4 separate regions of the Mus musculus genome follow, and all the other regions are linked to region 3. A link is a contact called in public HiChIP or PLAC-seq data. All regions are on one chromosome and are shown on one strand. The core of a region is the stretch at or near the end of the contact, and the rest is flanking DNA. Distances in the headings are between cores, read along the strand shown. Region 1 has its middle 34 kb from the start of Lpl. Region 2 holds the start of Ints10 (integrator complex subunit 10). Region 3 has its middle 150 kb from the start of Psd3. Region 4 has its middle 25 kb from the start of Gm33103.

Evidence for each region. HiChIP or PLAC-seq counts read pairs in DNA pulled down with a chosen protein or histone mark.
Region 1: a contact with region 3 is called in an H3K4me3 HiChIP or PLAC-seq map of bone marrow-derived macrophages, with 6 times the contacts expected there. The contact joins two enhancer-like sites. A contact is called at or near these places in 2 of 115 datasets of contacts at active chromatin or transcription factors (bone marrow-derived macrophages and embryonic stem cells).
Region 2: an HNF4G HiChIP or PLAC-seq map of pancreatic cancer cells shows a contact between it and region 3. The contact joins the promoter of Ints10 here to the enhancer-like site in region 3. A contact is called at or near these places in 3 of 39 promoter capture datasets (the C10 cell line, cranial neural crest and hippocampal neurons) and 7 of 115 datasets of contacts at active chromatin or transcription factors (astrocytes, bone marrow-derived macrophages, embryonic forebrain and 3 more).
Region 4: a FOXA1 HiChIP or PLAC-seq map of pancreatic cancer cells shows a contact between it and region 3. The contact joins two enhancer-like sites. A contact is called at or near these places in 7 of 484 Hi-C or Micro-C datasets (the Ba/F3 cell line, the C10 cell line, the HPC-7 cell line and 3 more), 4 of 115 datasets of contacts at active chromatin or transcription factors (bone marrow-derived macrophages, extraembryonic endoderm stem cells, pancreatic cancer cells and 1 more) and 1 of 9 other capture datasets (embryonic stem cells).

The regions. Positions count from the first base shown.
Region 1 is chr8:68,913,311-68,916,010 of GRCm38.p6, reverse strand. No RefSeq gene overlaps it. Among named protein-coding and RNA genes, the nearest start is that of Lpl, 34 kb to the right of the region's middle. Within about 2 kb of position 1,315, at least 21 of the 459 cell types and tissues checked have an H3K27ac peak or open chromatin away from gene starts, as enhancers often do. A contact at or near this core is called in bone marrow-derived macrophages, where this site is marked.
Region 2 is chr8:68,792,616-68,795,315 of GRCm38.p6, reverse strand. Ints10 (integrator complex subunit 10) reads right to left here and starts at 1,387. Exons shown (of 17, transcript NM_027590.4): 1 at 1,168-1,387; 2 at 638-705. The coding sequence starts at 1,296.
Region 3 is chr8:68,120,311-68,123,010 of GRCm38.p6, reverse strand. It overlaps a transcript of Psd3 not described here. Among named protein-coding and RNA genes, the nearest start is that of Psd3, 150 kb to the right of the region's middle. Within about 2 kb of position 1,295, at least 128 of the 459 cell types and tissues checked have an H3K27ac peak or open chromatin away from gene starts, as enhancers often do. A contact at or near this core is called in bone marrow-derived macrophages and pancreatic cancer cells, where this site is marked.
Region 4 is chr8:69,026,161-69,028,860 of GRCm38.p6, reverse strand. No RefSeq gene overlaps it. Among named protein-coding and RNA genes, the nearest start is that of Gm33103, 25 kb to the right of the region's middle. Within about 2 kb of position 1,255, at least 43 of the 459 cell types and tissues checked have an H3K27ac peak or open chromatin away from gene starts, as enhancers often do. A contact at or near this core is called in pancreatic cancer cells, where this site is marked.

The DNA of each region.
Region 1 (2,700 bases), core at 66-2,565, 790 kb before region 3:
GTACCATCTAACAGGAATGATTCTGCTGTCATGAATGTGATAGAAGATTCCATCTAAACTCTCACATATTTTCATCATGGGCAGAGGCACCCAATGTATGTTCTATGTGGTGTTACAATGCACCCCTGGACTTGCAGTCATTTTTGAGATAATTGGTTCCACAACTCAGATAAAATGTTCTATATGTCTGAAGGAATATTCATAATTAGTGTGCTAGGCATCCTGAAGACATCTAAGAGCTTTTATTTGGATATCAAAGTGCTAAGTGTACAGTGTCATGTACACTCTGATTCGGCCTGTAGGATCTCTATCCTCAGTATTTGACACTGCCTTTCATGATGTTGGCATGCATAGAGGTTGAAAAAATATGTTAAAGATATTACACTATTAAAACAACACAACATAAACACCTTTCTTCTCCTCCTCCTCGTCCTCCTTCCCTCCTCCTCGTCCTCCTCCTCCTCCTTCTTCTTCTTCCTTCTCTCTCTCTCGCTCTTTCTCTCTCTCCTCTCTCTTTCCCTCTCTCCATTTTTAAAATTTCTCCTCTCATTTATTACGTCCTGACCACAGTTTCCTCTCCCTCCCTTCCCTCCAGCCTCTTCAGCCTCTTCCCCCTCCCCCAGGTTATCTCCCTTCCCCTCTCCTCCAGATCCACTCCCTTTCCTCCACTCTCCCCTCAGAAGAAAGCAGGTCTCCCAGGAACATCAACCAAACACGTCATAACAAGCTACAGTAGGACCAGGCACACATCATCACATCAAGGCTGGACAAGGCAACCCAGCAGGAGGAAAAGGGTCCCACAAGTAGGGAAAAGACTCTGGGAGAGCCCCGGCTTACACTGTAAGGATTTCAACAAGAACATTAAGCTACTCAGCCTAACATATATGTAGAGGATCTAGGTCAGACCCCTCCAGGTTCCCTGATCTTTCCAGTTCTCATGAGTTTTGGTCAGTTGATTGTGTGGTTGTATTCTTGTGGTGTGTCCCTGACCCTTCTGGCTCCTCCAATCCTTCCTCCCCCTCCTCCACAGGACTCCTCTGACTTCTGCCAAATGTTTGGCTGAGATTCTCTGCATCTGTTCCCATCAGTTTCTGGATGAAGTCTCTTTGGTCTCTTTGATGACCATTTTGCTAGTCTCCGGTTCCAGCAAGCTCTGCAGGCAAGACAAATTGTAGGTGGAAGGTTTTGTGGCTGGGTTGGTGTCCCAATCCCTTCTTTCTGACTTCTGCTTTCCATAGTTTTATCTTTTTAACCCCAGTTCAACTCACCCACCTTTTTAAAATAGACTTTCTGAGGGGAGGCACAATATCTCAGTTCCTATTTTTTCCTTCCTTTTAAGCACACATAGGAGAAAATGCTTCCTAATGCTAATAATAGTCATGGCTGTTGCCTTCTTGAGAAATTCATTCAATGAATTAACCAATGTATTTTAAGAACATCTTCTATGTCTTGTTTCCAGAAAGAATTGAGTACACAGGTCAGTTTCAGTTGCTCCCACCATGTGTAGAACATAGTGAAATGAAAAAATTATTTTTGTGTATTAAACAAGAGTTCAAAAAGTACTCATGATGATAGTCATTATTCTTTTATTTATCAGTTCATTGAACAGATAGTAGTGAAAATGTAAATACATTTATTTTATATTCTTTGAGACTCTAAAATGCTTTACGTGTGTGTGTTTGTGTACATGCACATGTGTACACCACAGGACACTTGTGGAGGTCAGAGGACAACATATAGGAGTCAGTTGTCTCCTGCTACCATGAGGGTCTTAGGATGGAGCTCAGTTTGACTGGATTGGCAGCAAGTGCCTTTACTCTGTGAGCCATCTTGCTGGTTCAAGTGTTCTCTCTCCCTCGAGGCTCATCTGAGAAGGTCAGACAGGCAAACATCCATCTCTTGAAACACAACGGTGGCAACAACATCAGGATGAAATAGCAGCACAGTTTTATCCTAGTTTTCTGGGAACCTTTAACATTTTTAAGTCTTTCATTAGTAATTTACATGAGGCCTTAGGCCAATAATTTGGTATAGTTTCAGCATGTGCAGCATTTTTTGTATGAATTAACTAAAGACACCACTCTGAGCAGATGAGTTGCCAAAAGGCATTTTCTTCTGAGCATATGAAACACATGAAGATCTGTGCTAGGCCAGCTTTCCTGGATACATCCCTGTGACTGTGCAAAGCTGCAAGAGGTACCATGACCCTAATATCTTACAGCTGCCTGAAATGAAGGTACTTGGTAAATATCTGTCAAATTGAATTGATCCTCTCTTTACTTCCTTCATCCCTCAAGATGTCAGTATCACTCATCACAGATCACTACCAATGGGTTGCCCGTGTCCAGAAGTGTCAAGGATTATTGACTGATCCTTCATTTAAGCCAGTGGATCTTATAAATGCTAGTTATAGATGAAGTGGCCTAGTGGATAAAGATCTTGTCATGCAGCTGTGAGCAGCAGGGTTTCAATTCTCTAGCACTCATATAAAAGCCAGCCAGGTTTGGTGAAAGCAAGAGTCCCTTCCTCAATAAATAGAAAACTATTGGAGAAGTCACCTGATGTCAACTTTGGGCCTACACACACACACACACACATACACACACTTTCACCCTCACACATACAAAGATGCATATATACATACACATTCATATGCATGTATATACAGAAGAATAAAATTCGTTCTGCTAACCATTTTCC
Region 2 (2,700 bases), core at 138-2,637, 670 kb before region 3:
TATATATATATATATATATATATACATACATATATATAATTTGTGGAAACAGATATTTAGGCTATCCTTTTTAAAGAGTAATTTGATAGATGATGAATTGTACATATCCCTTAGCTACAAAACATCAAAATATGGGTGCAGAATTACTCACTGACATTCCAAACATAAATAAATTGGAAATTAACCATGCACCCAGAAAATGATACATGGCCATTAAGAACATCAGTTGTCTCTATAGACTAGACCCAGAGGGTCCACAACAGCGGGTTATGAAAGTACACTTCAGGGTAGAATGGCCTCGCTTTTATCAGCTACCCAGTGTATGTATGTATACATATGGAGACACACAAAACTTAGCTCTGGGTTAGAAGGGATTTCACATTTCATTCTATCAATTGCTGTCTGAATGTTTGTAATGAGCCTATGATAAATCACTGGCTACAAATTTGGGGATTAAAATACAAGAATTAAAAAGTCGTCTCTGTAGAACGCCTGTTGGCAATTAAGGCCTGAATTCTGGGTACCAGGGAAGAGGATGATCTTGCAGAGCCCCGACTGCTACTATCAATTGTTCATATCTGAAGAGGACCCCTTCAGATATCAACAATAGCTCCCAGAACGATCCCAGTTAACTCACATGTCATACAGCAACCTCCCTGCGGTGGCAGTCCTCTCGGCATTCCGTTCGATGGTGTACATTTCATACTGAAACAAGGCAGACAGGGTCAACGGCTTCCACGGTGGTAGCTGGTCCAGCTCCAGCCCACCTGCAGCACTGCTCAGAGGTGGGCCTTCACCCAGAACACCCACGAAGGGAAATGAGAGCCTGGTGGCCCAGAATTCACCCCATCTGCAGGGCTTCTAGGATCAAGTGGAGTAGAAACGTCCCCAAAGAAGCAGCAACTGAACAGATGGCTGCTACCATGATCAATGAATGAATGCCCTGGGCCCTAGTGGCAAAGATGCACTGTACAGGATCAACCAGACCCGGATTTACTGTATGGTTTCCGCCTTTGCAGGTGCTGGGGAAAAGGTTGGTCAACTGTCCTGTGGAGCAGGGTAGGAGCAACGTGGGGAGGGGGACAGCGGCCGCGCAAAGCGCCCAGGGCCACTGGGCTCGGCCAAACGCTCTCTTCCGCGCGTGCGGACGCGCCGGGTCTGACTCACCTGGATGTTGAAGTCGGCCGGGTAGAGGCTGCGGGCCGTGATCAGCCATGCCTTGGCTGCCCACAGGTCCTGGGGCACTAGTTCCCGGGCTCGCTGCACCAGAAACTCACAGTCGCCCTGGGCCGACATGGTCCCGGGTTTTTGCCCTTCCAGTAGGCGACACTAGGGCGCCGCCAACCCCCAGGTGGCCACTGCGCATGCCCAGAGACCAGCCAACCACAGGCCGCAGAGGTTCTGTAGAGTCCTATGGAAACTACGGAGACCTGGATTTTCATTACTCGGATTGCCATCCGTCGATGGTAGCGCGCCGCTGACCGCCTGGGAGTAAGCGTCAGAGTCGGCAACCCTGTGCTCCAGGTTCTTGCGTTCTCCTTTGATTCCAGCCCGGGTTTGAAGGTCCGCGACACGCTCAGACACGGAGCGGCGGTCCTTCGGTGTAAATAAACCTGGTGCCCAGGGTTAAGGTGTAGTTTCGAAGTGTCGCGGAGGGCTGGGCCTGGACTGTGCAAGACGACCCCACCCTCGCATGCGGAAAGACCCTGGATCGCCTGTTGCTTTTGAGCTTTGCCAACATCTTTGCCCCTGCCCCAGGCATTATTTCGCCTGAATCTTATTCTTTTTCTCCTATACGGAAAAATTAGCATTTAGAAGATGCTCGGCTGGATGTCCGAACCACCTGCTCTGCAAGAGTTAAAAAAAAAAACAAAAACAAAAACAAAAAAAAACAAAAAAACAAAAAAAAAACAAAAAAACTTTGATCATTTGAACAATGGAAAATAGCTGCAGTATAAATCGGTACCGAAATCCTGGCTTTGGTTTTGCATTTGAACAACCACAATAACAAAACAGTCCCCCTGTTCTGTTGACAAGGCAATATTCATTTATTGAATTGGAAGTGTCCGGAAAGTGAATTGCTAGCTTTGGTTTTCCGTCTAAGTGCATGTATATATATATATTTCTTATAGGTGTTTGTATATAGTTCCTATCAACTGTAGCCATCATTTGCCACTTAAAACCAGGACATCGAAGAATTCAGAGCTGGTTTTCTTTTCTTTTTTCCTTTGAGACATTCGGTCATGGCCCAAGCTGACCTTAAACTTGGCAAGTATACGAGGATGATCTTAAACTCCTGATTCCTGACTTCCATCTCCAAAGTGCTGGAATTAAGGACATGTGCCTGTTCTGATTAATTTTTTTTTCTTTAACAAAGAAATTAGGAATTTACTTATTTAAGTAAAAAATACAGATATTAAAAATAAATATGAATATAAACATTACAATAGTGAATTGCAGTTCTTGGATGAAGCTTTGTTTATGTCAAAGATTATTTGTGAAGAGAAGGGACATAGGCTACGAAACAAAACTATTTGGGGCAATAAACATCTACATCATCTCTGATATCTGACCTAACTGTCTTCTTCCAGATAAGCTTTTTAGGAGGGATCTTTAAGCCTGGAAGACTTGAAGCTCCAGTAACCTTCAAGTTAAGAATGAAATAATACCTGGTCTTTATGGAAGAGGTTTCCCAACCTT
Region 3 (2,700 bases), core at 46-2,545:
CTTAATAGATGTTTACTCTGAAACTCAAACTTATGTCTCCTAACCCCAAATTCACTGCTGACTCTCACCAGTAATTCCTCTAGTTTTAGAGTCTTTCCTGTCTTTTCAGACAGAAAGCATAAAAATATGTAAATGGCTACCTAATATAGGCAAAAACAATACACATGTGCTCATTTGTGTATTAGGATGTATATATCGACATATATTATATTTTAATTATTTTGCTACATGAACAAATTTCTTCAAAGCTTCAAATGTATAGGTACATTCCAAGAGGAGCAGCTAATAGTTACTGAGAATTGGTTGTGCACCTCGTACTATTTATTTAATCCCTACATCAATAGCAAACTTGTAAACTAGGAATGATTAGCTAGTCTTAGAGACAATTAAAAGTTTTCTTTAAGTGGAAGGAAGAGTTGGAGAAACGTTTGCCACCAAAGTTTTATCTTTTCAATCAAAATGCTATTTATATACAATAATAACCATGATTTCTCTGTTTCTTACCCCCTACTTCTTACCCAGGACCAACACTCCTTTAGTAGACGCCCCCCACTCCGATATTTAATGAATTCTTGTGAAGGTTTCCTACATAGGCTTTCCAAGCCAGCCCTCCCTTCAGCTCCTGACCATCATCTCTTTCTCTGCATTTCCCATATTCCAGCTCATACAACTTAGAATAGACATATTTGTCACTGCTACAATAAGTTCACAAATTAAAAGGGCCACTGATAGCGCTATCTGGGTTCCCCCAAAAGCCTCTTTAGGATCCAAATGCACAGGGCTGGGGGTGGGGAATACACAGACTCTAATGGCCTCTCAGAAGTCCCTCCTCTCAGTCATTTCAGCAACGTTTGAATTTGGGGGGGCAATACATCAAACTATAATATTTAATACTTTGGCCTGGGCCACGAGACCTACCAGCATGGGTCCCCTGAAGCTACTGTAGCCCTTAAAGCAAAGCTTCATGAAGAGTCCCAATTGTTCAAAACTGTCTCACTTATACAGGCAAAGGAGACTGAAAGTCCATCTCAATGTTTGCTGAAAGTTTCATTTATAAACCACATACCGTCTTTCAGATCATACTCCAAATCACAGGAATAGTCAAAATAACTTAGGATTAATCAATAGAAGGAACAGTTAAAGGTAAATAAGTGATTCCATTTGGACATAGGTGTGGAAGTCTGTCTTGATTCACTCACACACACACACACACACACACACACACACACACACACACATCTGTCACTTGTATGCTGTTCTCCACCAATGTTTGCTTTTGTGACTCTGAGCAGAGTCCAGTTCTCCAGCAAACACAATTCTCTGGCCCTCAGCCCATTGAAGAGTCCCCCTGGGTGCTAAAGGTGTGTTGTTTCCTTCCACAGACTGATGGTAAAGCCATGGGGCTGAGTCATGTCTGCCTGCAGCTGCTGAGACACTGAGGTCTGAAACCCTGGCGAGGACTGGCTCTGCTCCCTTGGAGGAAATGGCCGAGCAGCCTCAGCCACAGCAGATGAAAACTTCCTTCCTTTTCATCCAGCTGCAGCCCCCACCAACCCAAGCTACCCAAACTCTCCCCGCCCCTTCTCCAGCAACCGCAGTCGCAACAGCAGCCCCAGGGGGCCTGGAGGAGGGACACATTTTCCCAAGTCCCAGAGCAAGCTTCTTCTCTGCTCCCTGGAACTTCAGATGTACGCAGGGCTTAGCTCCATCGCCTTCGAGTCTCCTGCCCGGGGAAGGCCCTGGAACACTGAGACCAGCTGCTTTCGATTGCTACTCACTGAAGGAAAAGAAGGAAGAAACAGAGAAATCTCAGAATCTGCATGTAAAGAGGAGTGGGGTTTGTGGATCCCCACATAGTAGGCGTTGCCTGGTCCCTGCTTCTAGGAAACTTGGCCTACCACAACAACTGCCATGTAGGCTTGCTAGCCCAGCTCCTACACTGAATGATAGAAACAGCAGTCCTTCCATAGGCTGGAAGCACCGGCCAGTCATTTCTGCCCACGGGGACCTGTGGGATATGGACCCAGAAGCCAGGAATGCCATCGAATTCTCAGTTCCACAAAGCACCCTGTCCTATGCAGCTGACAGGGGCAAAAGGGCACTCCAGAGGAGAGGGACTGTAAACCAAGAGGTACTCCCAAAGAACTGTGAAGAAGACATAGGTACCACAGTGCTGGCAACAAGGGCACAGCTCTTCAGATATTGCCCCACCATTCAGATCAGCCAGAGTTGCCTGGCCCCACCTGCTGCTGTGCCTCTCAAGGTAAGAACCTGGGATTCTCTAGATTTTGGAGACAGGGCACAGAATGGAAATTCTGACTCTGTGCCACTCTTGTAGGTCACCTGTACCTCAGGAACGGAGGTGCCTATCCGCTACAGTACTCTTTTGGCTCTTCCCAGCCATTGATAGCATCCTGTGCTAAAGCAGACAATGGATATCAGTTTCTCAAGATTTTTGCCTAGGAAGGTTGAGTAAGGGAGGGCATACTTTATAAGACAGGAGCAGAAGGAACTACAAGGAGGTTCACAGACAGGGGATGGTGGTGGGGAGAGGAGCCAGCCATTATACTAGCTGTTTTCTCACGTCTGCTAATTCTCATAGCCATTCTCAGAAATTGGGGTTGGAATTTCTAGTTTCAGATATGAGAATTAAGGTGTGGCTAAGCTGAAATCCTCTCCCTCCTTTCAAAAAAAAAAAAG
Region 4 (2,700 bases), core at 6-2,505, 910 kb before region 3:
TTTCTCCTTTGCTTCTCTCCTCTTCAATTTTTTTTTAAATAATTGGAGTGTAACACATCCAACATGTGTAAGTTTTGAGTGAGTACTGATAAATTTGTTTTATATATATATATATATACTTTTCTGATAAAGAAAGCATACACTTGTAAGCCTTCAAAGACAACAGTCTCCTCACACTTCTTCCCGGTGACTCACCCACTCCTACAAACCTCTGCGTTCTGTCCCCATTAATTAATTGTGTTGACTTTCAAAGAAATATTGACTTTCATCCATTTCTCAACTAAGATTCCTTTTCAGTTAGAACTTCATGATATGTGGTACTCTTAAAGGGCCTCTCACTTCATCCTGCTGGATTTGGCATGATGGTACCATTGTGCAGATGAAAAACTGAGTCAGATGTAAAATGATCAGCTTGATTTCAGATAGTCACTTCTCGTACAACAAATAGCAGAGCCTTATTGAACTCAGACCAACTTGGCTCCCAAGTCTGAGCACCTTCTCTTTTAAGCCAGTTATCCTTGTTAATGCTGTCTGCTTTTGAGTAATGTTTGGTAGACATTGGTAGATTGTTTCTGGCACATTCCTTTAGGAGATAACCAAGATATATACAATGGACAGAAGCCTAGAGTCCAGACTTAATCTGGATGGTGTCTGCCATGGAAAAGCCTTTATGTGTCTTAGTAACAAACTTACTCTGGCTGTCCCGTGTTGCTGCAAGGAGCAGAGGAGGGAGTGTATGACTGGGCAAAACCAGAACAAAGGATTAGTCTCCTCTAAAGGATCTGATGGTCAAGTCTTTCATAATTCTCCAGCTGTAGAGAAGAAAGGAGACTCGGATAGGGAGAAGCTTGGAATCCTCGGGAGGGGAGGGTGTTGTCAGCAAGCAGTGGGAGAGGTAGGGAAAGGAATGTGCGAGAGGAACAAAGGTTGGCGGGGTGGGTAGATAAAGGCTCTTGAGCAATCTCCAGGAGTTGTCCTCAGAAGAATAGATGAAAAGGCAAGGGGGTGGGGAGGCTGGAGGTGCAGCTCAGCGCTGGAGTTCATCCATGTGCTAGAGAGGAAAAACTGGAAAAGCTGTCTGGGCAGGAGGTGTGGAGATGGCTAGTCTCTGTCCCCAGTAGTTAATCTTCCCTGGTTATTTGATGGGATGCTTAGGGAGAGGTTTTTAAGACAATTGCACTTCTCCCTTTGGTCAGATAAGTGAGTTCCAGAGTGAGCCTGTTCCTGTGCTCAGGAGAGAAAGCAGACAAGGTCAGAGGAACCTGCATTCTGAGCAACTTCTCAGGCCTGATAGTGGATCAAAGCACCATCCCAGGGTATCTTTGCCTGAGCCTCAACAACATGGAAATTTACAGGTGTGATTATATGTCTTCAGATTCTGGGGTTGGGTTGGGGGCGGGGGAGAGAAGGAGACAGATTGTATCTAAGAAATGGAATCTTTAAGGGAAGGGAACCTGTCCCAGCCAATGTGCGAGTGTGAAGTGTGGCCAGAGAAGGGTCAGAAGGATTCTGAAGGTGGAAGGGGCTGTGAGAACATGGGGGTCTCAGATAGCTGGGAAAAGCGCAGACACAGATTCTTCAGAACTCTGATCCTGCAGAAGAGTGCCTCCTGCCATCTCGTGGATTTTAGCCCAGCGACATTTATTTTGGATTTCTATTCTACAGAACAGTAAGAGTTTTGAAAAAGATGTATTGTTTTAAGCCACTGAGTTTGTAGGATTTGTTCTAGTAGCAATAGAAAAATAAATACAGACATATACACACATGCATGTATGTAAAGAGGATGAAAGCTTAAGAAAAATCAGAGAATTATATACTTTTATTTTTTGTTTTTAATTAATTAATTAATTAATTAATTAATTAATTAATTTTGGCATTTCCTTTTTATTTAAAATAGATTATCTTCTCACATAATGTGTCCTGATAAAAGTTTTCTCTCCTCCTCCTCCTCCTCTTCTTCTTCCTCCTCCTCTCCTCCTCTTCTTCCTCTTCTTCCTCCTCCTCAGCCCTTCCCACTTCCTTTCCCAGCTGGATCTATTCCATTTCTGTTGTTTATTAGAAAACAAAGGGACCTTTAAGGGATAGTAAAAAAATATAATAAGATAAAACCAAAGCTAACATTGGAATAGGACAAAACACAAAACAGAAGAAAAGAGCTCTTCACACACACAAAAAAAATTAAAAGCATAAGAAATAGATCCACTTGTTATTTGCATACTCAGAATCTCATAAAACCAGTAAACTGGCCAGATGTGGTGGCACACACTTTTAATCCCAGCACACAGGAGGCAGAGTAAAGCAGATCTCTGAGTTTGAAGCCAGCTAATCTATATGAGCTGCAGGACAGCCAGGGCTACACAGAAACACTGCCTCAAAAACCAAAAACAATAAGAAAAAAAAAACAAAAACAATAAACTGGAAACCTAGTATATATGCGAAGGACCTGGGTTGGGGAGACAAAATAAAATAAAAATAAAAAACAAGATAAAATTAAAAAAAAAAAAAGAAGAAGAAGAAGAGGAAAAGCCCTAATCAGGACATTACGAGACAAGAAGCCTCCAAAGATGCTTCTGAGTTGTTTTGTGTCGGCCGTCTACTGCTGGCCATGGGGCCTACCCTTAAGAGAGGTTTGTTTCCCCAGTGAGACTCCCTCCGAGGAAACAAATTTTATTTTTATTTGCAAAGTGGTTATCAATTAGA